2 separate regions of the Sus scrofa genome follow, and region 1 is linked to region 2. Evidence: chromatin contacts called from public HiChIP or PLAC-seq data. All regions are on one chromosome and are shown on one strand. Each heading gives the region's core, a stretch centred on a gene start, on an enhancer-like site or on the middle of the called end of the contact. The rest is flanking DNA. Distances are from core to core; before and after follow the strand shown.

Region 1 (6,235 bases), core at 2,013-4,512, 41 kb before region 2:
TAGTCACGCTCAAAGGACATCACTGAGTGAGCCTCAGTGTAAAAGCTATGATCGGGTACTCTTTCATCTTGTGTGTTGACCTCGTCTTAGCTCTGAGGTTGAGGACTGAGCGAATTCTTCTATTGAAATGACTAGGCTAAGGCAAGAAATTATTTTGATCCTGCTCAGGGTGAATCATGACCAGTGTTCTTCTCCAAAAATATTTTCTTGACATCTAAAAGATGTTGGGATATGTCCAGAGCCAAATTAAATTACTGTCACCAGCAAGTAGTAACACATCAACACATTGATTTGGATCCACCCTTAGGACTTTAGTAGAGAATCCGCTAGTCATATTTTATTTTATTTTATTTGTCTTTTCACCATTTCTAGGGCCGCTCCCGCGGCATATGTAGGTTCCCAAGCCAGGGGTCTAATCGGAGTCATAGCCGCCAGCCTACGCCAGAGCCACAGCAATGCAGGATCGGAGCCGCATCTGCAGCCTACACCACAGCTCACGGCAATGCTGGATCCTTAACCCACTGAGCAAGGCCAGGGATCGAACCTGAACCCTCATGGTTCCTAGTTGGATTCGCTAACCACTGAGCCACGATGGAACTCCTGCGCTAGTCATATATTAAAATGGCAACAGAAAACTTAAGACAAGCAAGTGCTATAGAAAAGTAAGATATATATTTTGTCAAGATTGCCGATACATTCCCTGTGCTTGGGCTAAGGGAAGTGAAACAAGTGGTATAACATCAACATGTGATCCTAATCAGCAGTTTGTGCTATTCCCAACCAATAGTGCCTACCGGCAGCAAATCAAAAGCCACTCTGTAGATTTCAAATTAATTTTACAACGTTTAAGATGTAATGTTAAGCACACTATCGGAAATACTCGGGGACATAAGAAAACAAATCAACATGAACAAAAAATAGAAGAAAAAGATATAGAAACAGGTACACACAAGTGTGAAATACTGGTATAATCAAACACAAATCTTAAAACTACTAGACAATGTATTCTAGGAGTTAAAAGAAAATGTGGGGAATGTTGGAAGAAAGCAAGAAATTATAGAGAGTGGGTAGATTTGAGGAATTATAAAACAAAAACTAACAAAATTAAAAACTAAATTGAGGCTTTTAACAGCAGACTAAATACAGATGAGGAAAAAATAACCGGAATTATATGAGAAAAGTAAATATAGATTAAAGAAAAAACTGATGAAAATATAGGGTAAAAAACGGTATGTAGGATATTGTGAATGGGGCTGTAATACATATAACTAAAATTTCAGAAGAGAGGAAGCAACATTTGAAGAAAATGTCAAAGCTGAAAAAAAAGTATCAGATTTAAAACATATTACTTTCAAATAGCTGACCTTTCAAAAACAGAACGCATTGTAATGATACCTTTGAATGCCTGAGAGAGAAAACTGCAAATTTCTAATTTTAACTCAGAATATTTGTAAAACTTAAAATGAAGACAGTTTTAGATGAGCACAGAGAACTCAATTTTAAAATTTCAACTCTAAAAGAAATACTAAAGGGTATTCTTCAGATTTAAGAAAATTACTCAAAAGCGAAGGAAGGAGAAGCAGAAAGGAATAAGAAGCAATGAAAACCATTAACATGTGGGAAAATCTAATCAACTGCTTAATATACATATCTACAGTTTTCCGGAGCTGCATTTTTCAATGAAAATGGCATCCAAGACGCCATCAATTGCTGGGATACCATTTATTCAATTTAATTCTATGAAATAAGTGCATTCAAGATGGAAATGTAATAGAAAATCCTACAGAAACTGGAAAACAAAGGACGATTTTGGTATAGGAGTAAATGGAAAAGGACGCTACCAATAGAAAAGAATAGCAGTGAAAAGTGCATGTCTCAACCTTGCCACCAGGTGGCGAGTGAGAGAAAAAATGTCCCGTGATGTTGAACACGAGCTGGTACTCACGGTTTTTCTACCTGAACCTACAATAAGAGTGTAACCATATATATAGTCTTTTTACTCGATGTATTTATAGATGATAGACAGGTAGGTAGGTAGGTAGGCAGATAGATATATAGATAGATAGATAGATAAATAGATAGACTGACAGTAAAAAAACCAAAGTGGAGTATTTAAACAGTCTCAGGTTTATGGTGCTCCTCTTTGACTGGTGGGATCAAATAGGATTTGACAGAGTTTAATTTCAGTATGGAAAATTAAGGAAAAAAGAAAAAGAAAGACACAGAGAAAGAATCAACAAAGCCACCATTCTTTCTTTGAAAACTACATCCACTGAGGTAGATGGGAATAAAAAAAAAGGAAAGAAAAAGTAAAATCACTTAGCATTGCGATTATGTAGGCACACATACACACACGCATATACACAGAACACACCAAGGATGAAGTTTAAAAGGGGAAATATATGTTCATACTCTACAGATATTAAGAAGAAAACGAATGACAACTGCAGTGAAGAAACTTCAGCAATCTGTGACAGTTGATTTCATGTGTTGATTCTACTGGCCATCGCCAGATCCAACATTATTTCTGAGTGTGTCCTTTGAGTCAGTGACCTCAGTAAAATAGATGACTTTCCCCAATGTGAATGGATATTATCCAGTCCATCCAGGGGCTGGACAGAACAAAAAGGCAGAAGAATATATTTGTTCCTTTTTCCTGCCTTACTGTGTGAGTAGAGACATCTCATGTCATCTTGCTTTCTCCTGCCCTTGCCCTGGGTTTTACACTGCTGCCCCTCTGCTTCTAAGCCCTTCATACTTGGGCTGCATTACACTGCCAGCTCCCCTGTGTTCCCAGCTTGCAGACGCCAGATTGTGGAAATTCTCAGTTTTTATAATCAAGCAAGCTGACTCCTCATCATAAATCTCCATATAGAAATTTTCCTTCATTGTGTGTATATTAGTGTATACACATACACTGAGGAAGAATTTATAATCTTGCAAATGCAAAATCTGTTTAAAAGATCTTTATAAAATATGAAATGTGGTTGTTCTTCAAATTAATAATAAAGCATGTATTGCACATTAACTATGTGCATGACACTGTGCTAAGGGAGTTTACTTTTCTCTCCTCTATTTCAAAATCCTAAGTGGTAGGTACTATTTTTATTTTCATTTACAGATGGCAAAGAGAGGCTCAGATAAGTTAAAGCATGTTATCCAGTCTCACACAGTGAGTGGGCCAGTCACTGACCCAAGCCGAGAACTGAGTTCAAAGTCATGCTTTTAACCACAGTTTTACACCACGTCACAGTGACTGCTCCTGGTTGGACAGCTTCAAATACATGCCCTCCTCCTATGAAAGCTGAGGAAACACACTGTGTTGACAGTTCACAGTGACCACTCAGCTCCTTTTGACTCTCAAGTCTTCCTCTACCCTCTGTTTTCTTTTTTCCTGGCTCCCTCTTTCTTTCTTCCTATCACTATGTATCTTTTTCTCTCTCTTCCTTATTATAGTCAACAGATCAGATTCTTTTTTTTTTTTTTTTTAGTCTTTTTACCATTTCTTGGGCCGCTCCTGCGGCACATGGAGATTCCCAGGCTAGGGGTCAAATTGGAGCTGTAGCCACTGGCCTACACCACAGCCACAGCAACGCCAGATCCCAGCCACGTCTGTGACCTACACCACAGCTCACGGCAACGTTGGATCCTTAACCCACTGGGCAAGGCCAGGGATCGAACCCAAAACCTCATGGTTCCTAGTCGGATTCGTTAGCCACTGAGCCACGACGGCAACTCCCAACAGATCAGATTCTTAACTAACTTTTGCTGAGAAAAGGTATGAAACTTTGTATCTTCAGATACTTACAAGTTAGACAGTAACATGGAGCCATCCTCCCAAAGCCATGGCCCTTCAGTCTGGCTGTGAGAAAGCCCTATCCAAAATGAATGATCAGGTTGGGAAGACACATGCCTTGATATAAATTCCTGTAAGAAAACATGAATACCAAAACATCAAGAAAAGAGAGAGACAGAGATGATATAGACAAAGAGAAGATGCAGGAAGAGATATTACAGATTTTGAGAGACAACAGAATGAGTCACCTTAGTAGAAGATTATGCATATGCTGGTGTCAGCCTACAGAAAAGTGCCAACTCTTGAATGCTCTGAGTGTCTCAAAGTGCATCTCTCATTTTTTCAGTCATTGTTGCTGAATTTTCCAATAAAGAATAGAGCCATAATGTCAAAATTGCACTACTTTCACGTTCAAACTACCTGACAAAAAATCCAAAGAGGAACCTCCCTCTGGTAATGCCATGGATGAAAGGCCACTATCTTCTCCATAATTTTAATTAAAAATATAAATTTATAAGATCTTTGTCAATAAATGCTTCTCAAAGTTATATGACAATTTTAAAAATAGTTTAGTCTACTGCATGTTTTATGAATATGTAATCCGGGGTTAATGACCACATCTATGTGTTTTTTACTGAAGTATAGTTGATTTACAATGTTGTGTTAATTTCTGTTAAAGAGCAAAGTATTTCAGTTGTATGTATATAGTTACATATATATGTGTATATATATGTATATGCGTTTATACAGTTACATATATGTGTGTATACATATACATTCTTTTTATATTCTTTTTCTTTATGATTTATTATAGGATATTGAATGTAGTTCTCTGTTACGGAGTAGCACCTTGTTATTTATCAGTTAATGATCATATTTGAATTATTGACAAATATAGCACAATATAGTGGCAATTACAGAAAGGTCTATAAGCCAGACACACTTCCAATCCCTTGGTCTTTCTTTATCATACATTTACTTCTATTAAGTTTTATGGGAACTACAGCTGTTGTGTAAGACAGGTCAGAAGCCAAAAAAAAAAAAAATTGGATTAATAAAAAGCAAACATAGAGTTATAGATTATTTAAATTAATAGCATAAAATGTTTCCTGATTATTAACCCCTTCTCATCTCAGCCCGTCTGAGTTCTATCCTTCATTCATGATGTATTAAGTCACACTTATTCTGTAAAATGTTTATGCTAAAAGGGATTTCTCTCTCTGAACTTATTGATTTATTTTTTCTTTTTAGGGCCCCACCTGTGGCATATGGACATTTCCAGGCTAGGGGTTGAATTGGAGGTACAGCTGCTGGCCTATACCACAGCCACAGCAATGCAGGATTCGAGGCATGTCTGCTACCTACACCACAGCTCAGGACAACACCAGATCTTTAACCCACTGAACAAGGGCAGGGATCAAACCTGTATCCCTCTGGATCCTAGTTCTGTTGAATACTCCTGAGCCACAAGGGAAACGTCTCTCTTAACTTCTATATTTGTTGCCAATACTAGACATTTAACTTTTAATAGCCTTTGAATTGTTTCTATTTTCTTACTATATACATGAACATTGCTATTGCAAGCTATGGTTTTAAACCTCTTTGCCTTTCCCAGTATCTTGCAAGGAGTAAATGATTTATAAATGGAGATTATCATAGCTGACATTTCCTTGTTAATTATCATGACAAAGGAAGAATTTTCCTTTTAACTCTACCAATTTAAAAATTGAAATCCAAACCCGCAAGAAATGAGGAGTGGCCTGCTTATTACAATCATGCACACTGGGAGTTGTGGTAGAAGGATTTATTTTGAAATAAAATGTGCTTAGTTTAATTAAAAAGAGAGGGAATATATACTTTACTCACTTAATCCATGCTATTATTACAATTATGAATACTATGTAAAAGGATATTCTCTTAGGGAAAAATCACTGTGACCTGGAATCTATGTCCATTTTTCTGCTCAGTATAGGTCATAGGTTATTATAGCTGAAATCTACACTTACCAGCTCTTTGGAGCTGTCTATCTTCAGGAGATAAGAACCCAGTTGAGAGCATTGTCTTTTACTTCTATTCCAGGAATCTAATGATGTGCTAAATAGATAACAGCTATTCTCATGTGTGATCCAGTTAGGGGGACAAGAGCTAGAAAGAACTCCTGGAAATAAAAGATAAATACAATGAGGTCCATCCTATGCCAATACCTCTTTCAGTGCAAGCACCATTCATCCTAAGGACACTTAAAAAACAATCAATGAGTTGTCATTAATTCATTTCATGTTCTATTCAGATGATAGGGATATGATTTGACAGAAGAAACCATATTAAAAAAAAAAAAACCTATTCATTTCAACTTAAAAATTGACCTAAGTAACTATAAACTGTGTTTTAGACCATTGACCCTCCCTCCCTTCTTAATTTTCTTCCATTCCTTCAAAG
Region 2 (6,491 bases), core at 2,543-5,042:
CTGCAAAATGACCCAAATCTACTCAGAAATTATAGATTTGGAAGTTATTTTGCCGGTTTTTTTAAATGTCAGGAACTGTCAAAGACACTTGTGATTTTTAAAACAGGATTTTACTTGTTATTGAGAGTTACACACAAGTTAAAAGGAACACAAAATAAATTTATATCAGCGGCATAAATAAAATACAAAGATAGTCAGATACCTACCAGACTCAGTGACTATTAGTAGGAATTGTCATTAATGATTTACTCCATTTGTGTCAATTCCTCTGCTCTCTCTTACCCTCCTACACTTCCTGATTTTACTTATAAACTGTGACACTCACCACGTTTTTGAGAAATTCTCCGCAGGATTATTTTAAGCTGATGTGTCACAAGAGTCTGAAAACATTTTTTTTGTTGTTGTTGTTTTAGCTTGTTAGTTGGGCGTTTTGGGTTTTTTTGTTTGTTTGTTTTTTGCAAGAACAGAGATGAAAGGAAGGTTGTGGACAAGCAGGAAACATATATTAAAGGTGTAATGTGTCAGTTCTTTTTTTTTTTTTTTTTTTTTTTTAGCTTGAGGGTTAAGTTTTATTTTGGGGGCAAAATTAGGACTTAAGCCCTGGAGAGGCATCTCAGGTCGCCCTGAGAAAAGGCTCCTAGGAGGAGAGGGGGGACCTAGGATACATAGGAGTTTTTGCAACAAAGGGCAGGTAGCAGGAACAAAAGAGGTCTGGGCTCACAGAAATCATTCCTTGGATATGTAACTCTCAGCTCTGGGGGAGTGGAGAGGCAGTATCCTGAGTTTTCATAGCCCTTGAGGCTCACCTGCTCATCCCTGGTGGTGGCTGCATTTGCGGATGACTGTGACATCCTTTCATTTGACCACTTATCTACAGCCCAGACAGGAGGTATTTCAAATGGCTCTGAAATCCAATGTCTCAGTCCCATAAGCTTGATGGTTCATTACAAAGTAGACTCCTTGGCTTGAAAGCCAGATGTGACCCTGTTGTAAAGTGGTCAGAGCCTCACAGGAAGACATTTCCAATGACAACCACTGCGTCAAAAGCTTTACTCCCATCTTAGGGGATGCTTAATAGGTTGAAAATATTCATGGATTTTAAAAAAAATAAGTGATTTTTGACCTTAATCAAGAAATAAATAGCTTTGCAAGTGCCTTAATAACTTGGACTCTTGAGAGCCGAAATAACTCAGATCTCCAAGCTGCATACACAGGCAGATTAGATGGATGATAGCACAATTGTCTTTCCTTCTTGGCCACTTTCATCTTTCTTTTCCTTTCTTTTCCTCACAACATCCCCTCTTTCTTAAATGGTCATTGCATAAGTTCGAAGATTGTTTTGTTTATGTGTTTCATTTATTAAGCCTGCATGTCTGGGTTCTTAACTTTATTTTTTATTTTTATTTTTTAATTTTACGGCCATACCCACCGTAATGGAAGTTCCTGGGTCAGGGATTGAACCCACGCCTCTGCAGCGACCCAAGCCGCTGCAGCCGGATTCTTAACCCACTACTCCACAGCAGGAACTCCAGTTCTTAACTTTAAATTGGCATTTAATCATCTCTATTAACACTCAATATGAACTAAATGAAGTTCTTTCACTTTGGGGCCTCTTGGGTGATCTTGTGGATTCGTTCCTTCAAATGATTTTTTTCCTCATTATTTCAGGATTTAAATAGGCTCTATCCAGGAAGTTATGAAAACAAAACCAAACAGAAACCTACCATTCATAATCTTCCTCCCACGCCTCTATCTGTTTGAGGGGAGAGCACAATAGGACCATTCATCTTCCACTCACTCTAAAGACAGTTTGCCTAAAACGTATCCAAGTCAAGGCTGTTGACAGTTACGAAACCAGTTTAGGAACCATGTTTGTAAACCCTCATTTTTTTCTCCATCACTTTCCTGCTTCAGCACTTACACTGTATTATCAGCAGTATAACGGTCACCAGTAATCCCAGGCACAGTAACCCTAGAATCAGGGCAGCAGGGCGCCACCGCAAGTGGAAAGACTCCGAGGACCTGGAGGGACAGAGGATCGATTCAGAAAGACAGAAACGATGCAGGCAAGGGATCAAACCATTCTTTGGATCCTGTCTGCACCTGGTGCTTTGCATCACTTACCTCCAGTTTTCTCAATGGCTCTACAAAGAACGTATTATCCACCTTTACCGATGAGAAGCAGGGACAGTTAAATAATTCAAGTACTTTAGTCATGGACATACAACTGACAAAAGTTAGGACCTAGGAGTCAATAACAGATGTTTGACTCCAAATACCTGATTCTAAGCTTATATTTGATCTGTTCTTCCCCACATCAAGAAACTCTCAGTTCACCTTGGTTGGATCAACCTCCTCCACAGGGCAGAGAGCCTCATGTTTTTAACATAGACCACATGCACCACGTGCACACATGCACACAGAGTTGTAACATACTATAAACAAATGCCAGACAACAAACAAATAAGCCTTTAATCAGTTAATCAACAGAGAAAGTCTAAAGAAGGTGCTGTTTGTACCATTCGATTTTTCACTAAAGTTACAACATGGAACTGAGGTTCTGACCAAAGGAAAATAGGAATGAAACCTTAAAATGTCACTTGATTCCTGTTAACACCACATCCTCCACTCACACCAGCTGCAGCACTCTTATTACAAGAAAAAAAAAACAAAAAACCTCCCATTATTGTAAAACAAATACTCATGTAGCTCACAAGTACACAAATATCTTTTAAGTCGTCCACCACTTCAAAAGCACAGATATTACTGGTTCAGCAGGAAAACATTTTATACAATGAATTTGTACTCCTCACCTTGTAAGATAAACACTTTAGGCACTGATAATGTTATCTTTTATATCCAAATAAGGAAACTGAAAATTCAGTGAGTGACTTGCCTAATATCATGCAGATGTTAAGATCCAAACAAAGGTCTTTAATCCAACTGTCAACAGCTGCATGACTGGGAACATCACATCACAGAATTTCCAGTGTGAATGTATAATGATCCAAATCAATCAGTGGTCAAATGTATTCACAGAGTTCTCCTGTTTCAAAAGCACTCCTATTAGCCTCTTCAGATGATACAAATAAAATAGACTTTTTGACAGGAAGAAATAGGGTTCATGCATGTGTGTGGCAAGTTGACAGAAAAGAAGTTGAAGAGAGCCGTGCACCTTGCAAATAATTGCCAAATCCTAAACTTAGAGGCAAGTATACGAGTAAGACTTTCCACCAACAGTTCCCTCTGGTCAATATCCGTTCCATGTTATGGGAGATTGCTGCTAGCTCTACCACTTATTAGTTGTGTCAAACTGGGTCCTTAGGTTAATCCCCTTCAGTGAGTCCTCTGTAAACAGTAGGTAATAGAGCTAATCTCAAGGTGTGAAGGTTTAGAGAAATAAGGCTTATAAATCATATCAGAGAACATAGCCTACAGCAAATGTTCAATAAAAGTTAGTTATCCTCATTCTCTTCATCATCATTATACCAAGTTAGTTTATTCATGGTCATCACCTTCCTTATTACCATCATATCTGGCTTTCCTTTTAAGTAAATGTTCTAAACGCTCTAATATTTTCCCATACTCAGGTGTCTCAGCCGTCTAATCCTATGTTTAGTTTACACGTCTAAGCTAATTCTGTCCCTGTACACATTCACCTACCCCCAGTACCTTCAGCTTTATCTCCATTTGATTTCTCGTCAGGTTGATCCTTCATACTGTTGCTCTTGAGGTCATCAAGTGTCATTTCTGAATTTATTCCAAGAATGAGGGAGTGGAGCAGCCAAGGACTTCTACAAGCAGAAATGTCTGAGCTCCCACTGGAGCGTTTAAATAGCTGCTGCTATCTAATGGAATGACTCAATCATTGGTAGGAGGAAGGAGAGTATTTGCTTCATTTTGGGAAGTTGGCTGACGCAAATTCTTGAGTTATGTCTATTGCAGGAGGGGAAAATGGTGATTCTGATAGTGTTTCAGGATGTTTCACTAAGTAATTTATGAAAGGGAAAACTGTGTTTTCCATGAGCATTAGAGGAGAGAATTTGTATTTATTTTTCAGATAAGGAAACAAATTCAGAAGGGTAAGTCAGCAGTGAATTTGTGGAAGAGTGTGCATTTAGACCAGATTATTTGATTCCAATATCCTTTTTTCTTTTTCTTTCTTTCTTTCTTTCTTTCTTTCTTTCTTTCTTTCTTTCTTTCTTTCTTTCTTTCTTTCTTTCTTTCTTTTTTTTTTTTCTTTTTTTCCTTTTTAGGGCTGCACCCTTGGCATATGGAAGTTCCCAGGCTAGGGGTCAAATTGGAGCTGTAGCAGCCAGCCACAGCCACAGCCATGGTGACACAGGATCCTAGCCGAGTCTGCTACCTACACCACAGTTCATGGCAAAATTGGATCCCAGACCCACTGAGCAAGGCAAGGGATCAAACCTGCATCCTCAGGGATACTAGTCAGATTCATTTCCGCTGTGCCACAATGGAAACTCCCCATATTTTTTTTCATTTCACTGTATCAGACTATCTCTATTCTATATCTCTAATAAGTCTCATATTTTCCTTTTTAATTTTGACTTTTTTCCTCAGAAATAGGCTTAGGAATTTGGGGGTTAATTACATATGGCTCTTATCTCTAGTCATAATAACCTGGGTAATTTTAGAATTTAATCAGGAGTGCTCTTTCATACAGTGGAGATATAACACAGAGCAGAAAAGAACTTTGGAGCCAGAGGGAGCTAGTTTAATCTTTCCTTTGCCGGCCTATTGTTCTATAAATCTTGGCAAATGTCTTTGTCTTTGAATTGGATCATGAAATGTCCACTTGATAATGTTGCTGATGTCGCTACAAGGATTCAAATGGGGTATTGGGCAAAACGCTAAGCTTTGTACTTTAAACATCATTGCAACTCAATAAATGATAGTTATTAATGTTAGGGGTAATATTCAGCACAGTTGAATTGCCATTGAAGAATATATTTTTATATGATTGACTTGAATCATGAAGACTCTTCAATGGAATCCCAATAAAGATACACCTTATATTCACTGATAGAATTCTCACCTATTTTGACCTCAAAACCTTCTAATCAGAAAAATAATGTCTCATTGCAATCTCATTTGCAATTGCAAAAAAAAAAATCCTTATATATTAGAGGTAACTTCTGAGGTATTTCAAAATGATATGATATCTGATATTTACTTTAAACTACACCAGGAAAATAAATAAAAAGAAGAGAATACATTTAAAAAAGATTAGAGAAAATACATAAACAAATAAAATATCTAGAAAACTATTTGGAAAAATCATAAATATTGACAGTCTAATTAGGATTCCATACGCTCCTCTTCCCTGAGTTTTCTGTATTCCCTTTTTCTGCATAGAATATCTTTTTTTTTGTATATTTTATTTTTATTTTTATTTTTTTACTTAAATTAATTTATCACATCTGTAGTTGTATAATCATAACAATCTGATTTCACAGGATTTCCATCCCACAGCCCAGGCACATCCCCCCACCCCCCAAACTGTCTCCTCCAGAGACCATAAGTTTTTCAATGTCTGTGAGTCAGCATCTGTTCTGCAACGAAGTTCAGTCTGTCCTTTTTTCAGATTCCACATGTCAGTGAAAGCATTTGATGTTGGTGTCTCATTGTATGGCTGACTTCACTTAGAATGATAGTTTCTAGGTTGCAAAAAATGCTGCATGTTGCAAAAAATGCTGGTATTTCATTCTTTTTAATGGCTGAGTAATATTCCATTGTGTGTATGTACCACATCTTCTGGATCCACTCCTCTGTTGATGGACATTTAGGTTGTTTCCATGTCTTGGCTATTGTAAATAGTGTTGCAATGAACACTGGAGTACATATGTCTTTGCGAGTTGTGGTTTTCTCTGGGTAGATGCCCAGGAGTGGGATTGCTGGATCAAATGGTAGTTCTATTTTTAGTTTTCTGAGGAATCTCCATACTGCTTTCCACAATGGTTGCACCAATTTACAATCCCACCAACAGTGTACTAGTGTTCCTTTTCCTCCACACCCTCTCCAGCACTTATTATTTGTAGACTTTTGGATGATGGCCATTCTGGCTGGTGTAAGGTGGTACCTCAGAGTGGTTTTGATTTGCATTTCTCTAATAATGAGTGACGCTGAACATCTTTTCATGTGTTTTTTGGCCATCTGTATGTCTTCTTTGGAGAATTGTCTGTTTAGATCTTCTGCCCATTTTTGGACGGGGTTGTTTGTTTTTTTGGTATGGAGCTGCAGAAGTTGTTTATAAATTTTAGAGATTAATCCCTTGTCAGTTGATTCATTTGCAAAGATTTTCTCCCATTCTGTGGGTTGTCTTTTTGTGTTGTTTAGGGTTTCCTTTGCTGTGAAGAAACTTTGAAGTTTGATCAGGTCCCATTTGTTTATTTTTCTTTTTATTGTCAGTACTCTGATAGGTGGATCTGAGAAGATGTTGCTGTTGTTTATGTCAGAGAGTGTTTGGCCTA

What was found. HiChIP or PLAC-seq counts read pairs in DNA pulled down with a chosen protein or histone mark.
Region 1: an H3K27ac HiChIP or PLAC-seq map of alveolar macrophages shows a contact between it and region 2, with 2.1 times the contacts expected there. The contact joins the enhancer-like site here to the promoter of OLR1 in region 2.

Annotation. Positions count from the first base shown.
Region 1 is chr5:61,837,813-61,844,047 of Sscrofa11.1, reverse strand. It overlaps CLEC7A (C-type lectin domain containing 7A), which reads right to left. Exons shown (of 4, transcript NM_001145866.1): 2 at 5,803-5,954; 3 at 3,809-3,927. Among named protein-coding and RNA genes, the nearest start is that of CLEC7A, 7.9 kb to the right of the region's middle. Within about 2 kb of position 3,262, at least 1 of the 83 cell types and tissues checked has an H3K27ac peak or open chromatin away from gene starts, as enhancers often do. A contact at or near this core is called in alveolar macrophages, where this site is marked.
Region 2 is chr5:61,796,657-61,803,147 of Sscrofa11.1, reverse strand. It overlaps OLR1 (oxidized low density lipoprotein receptor 1), which reads right to left and starts at 3,792. Exons shown (of 8, transcript NM_213805.1): 1 at 3,673-3,792; 2 at 2,005-2,022; 3 at 1,922-2,002. The coding sequence starts at 3,748.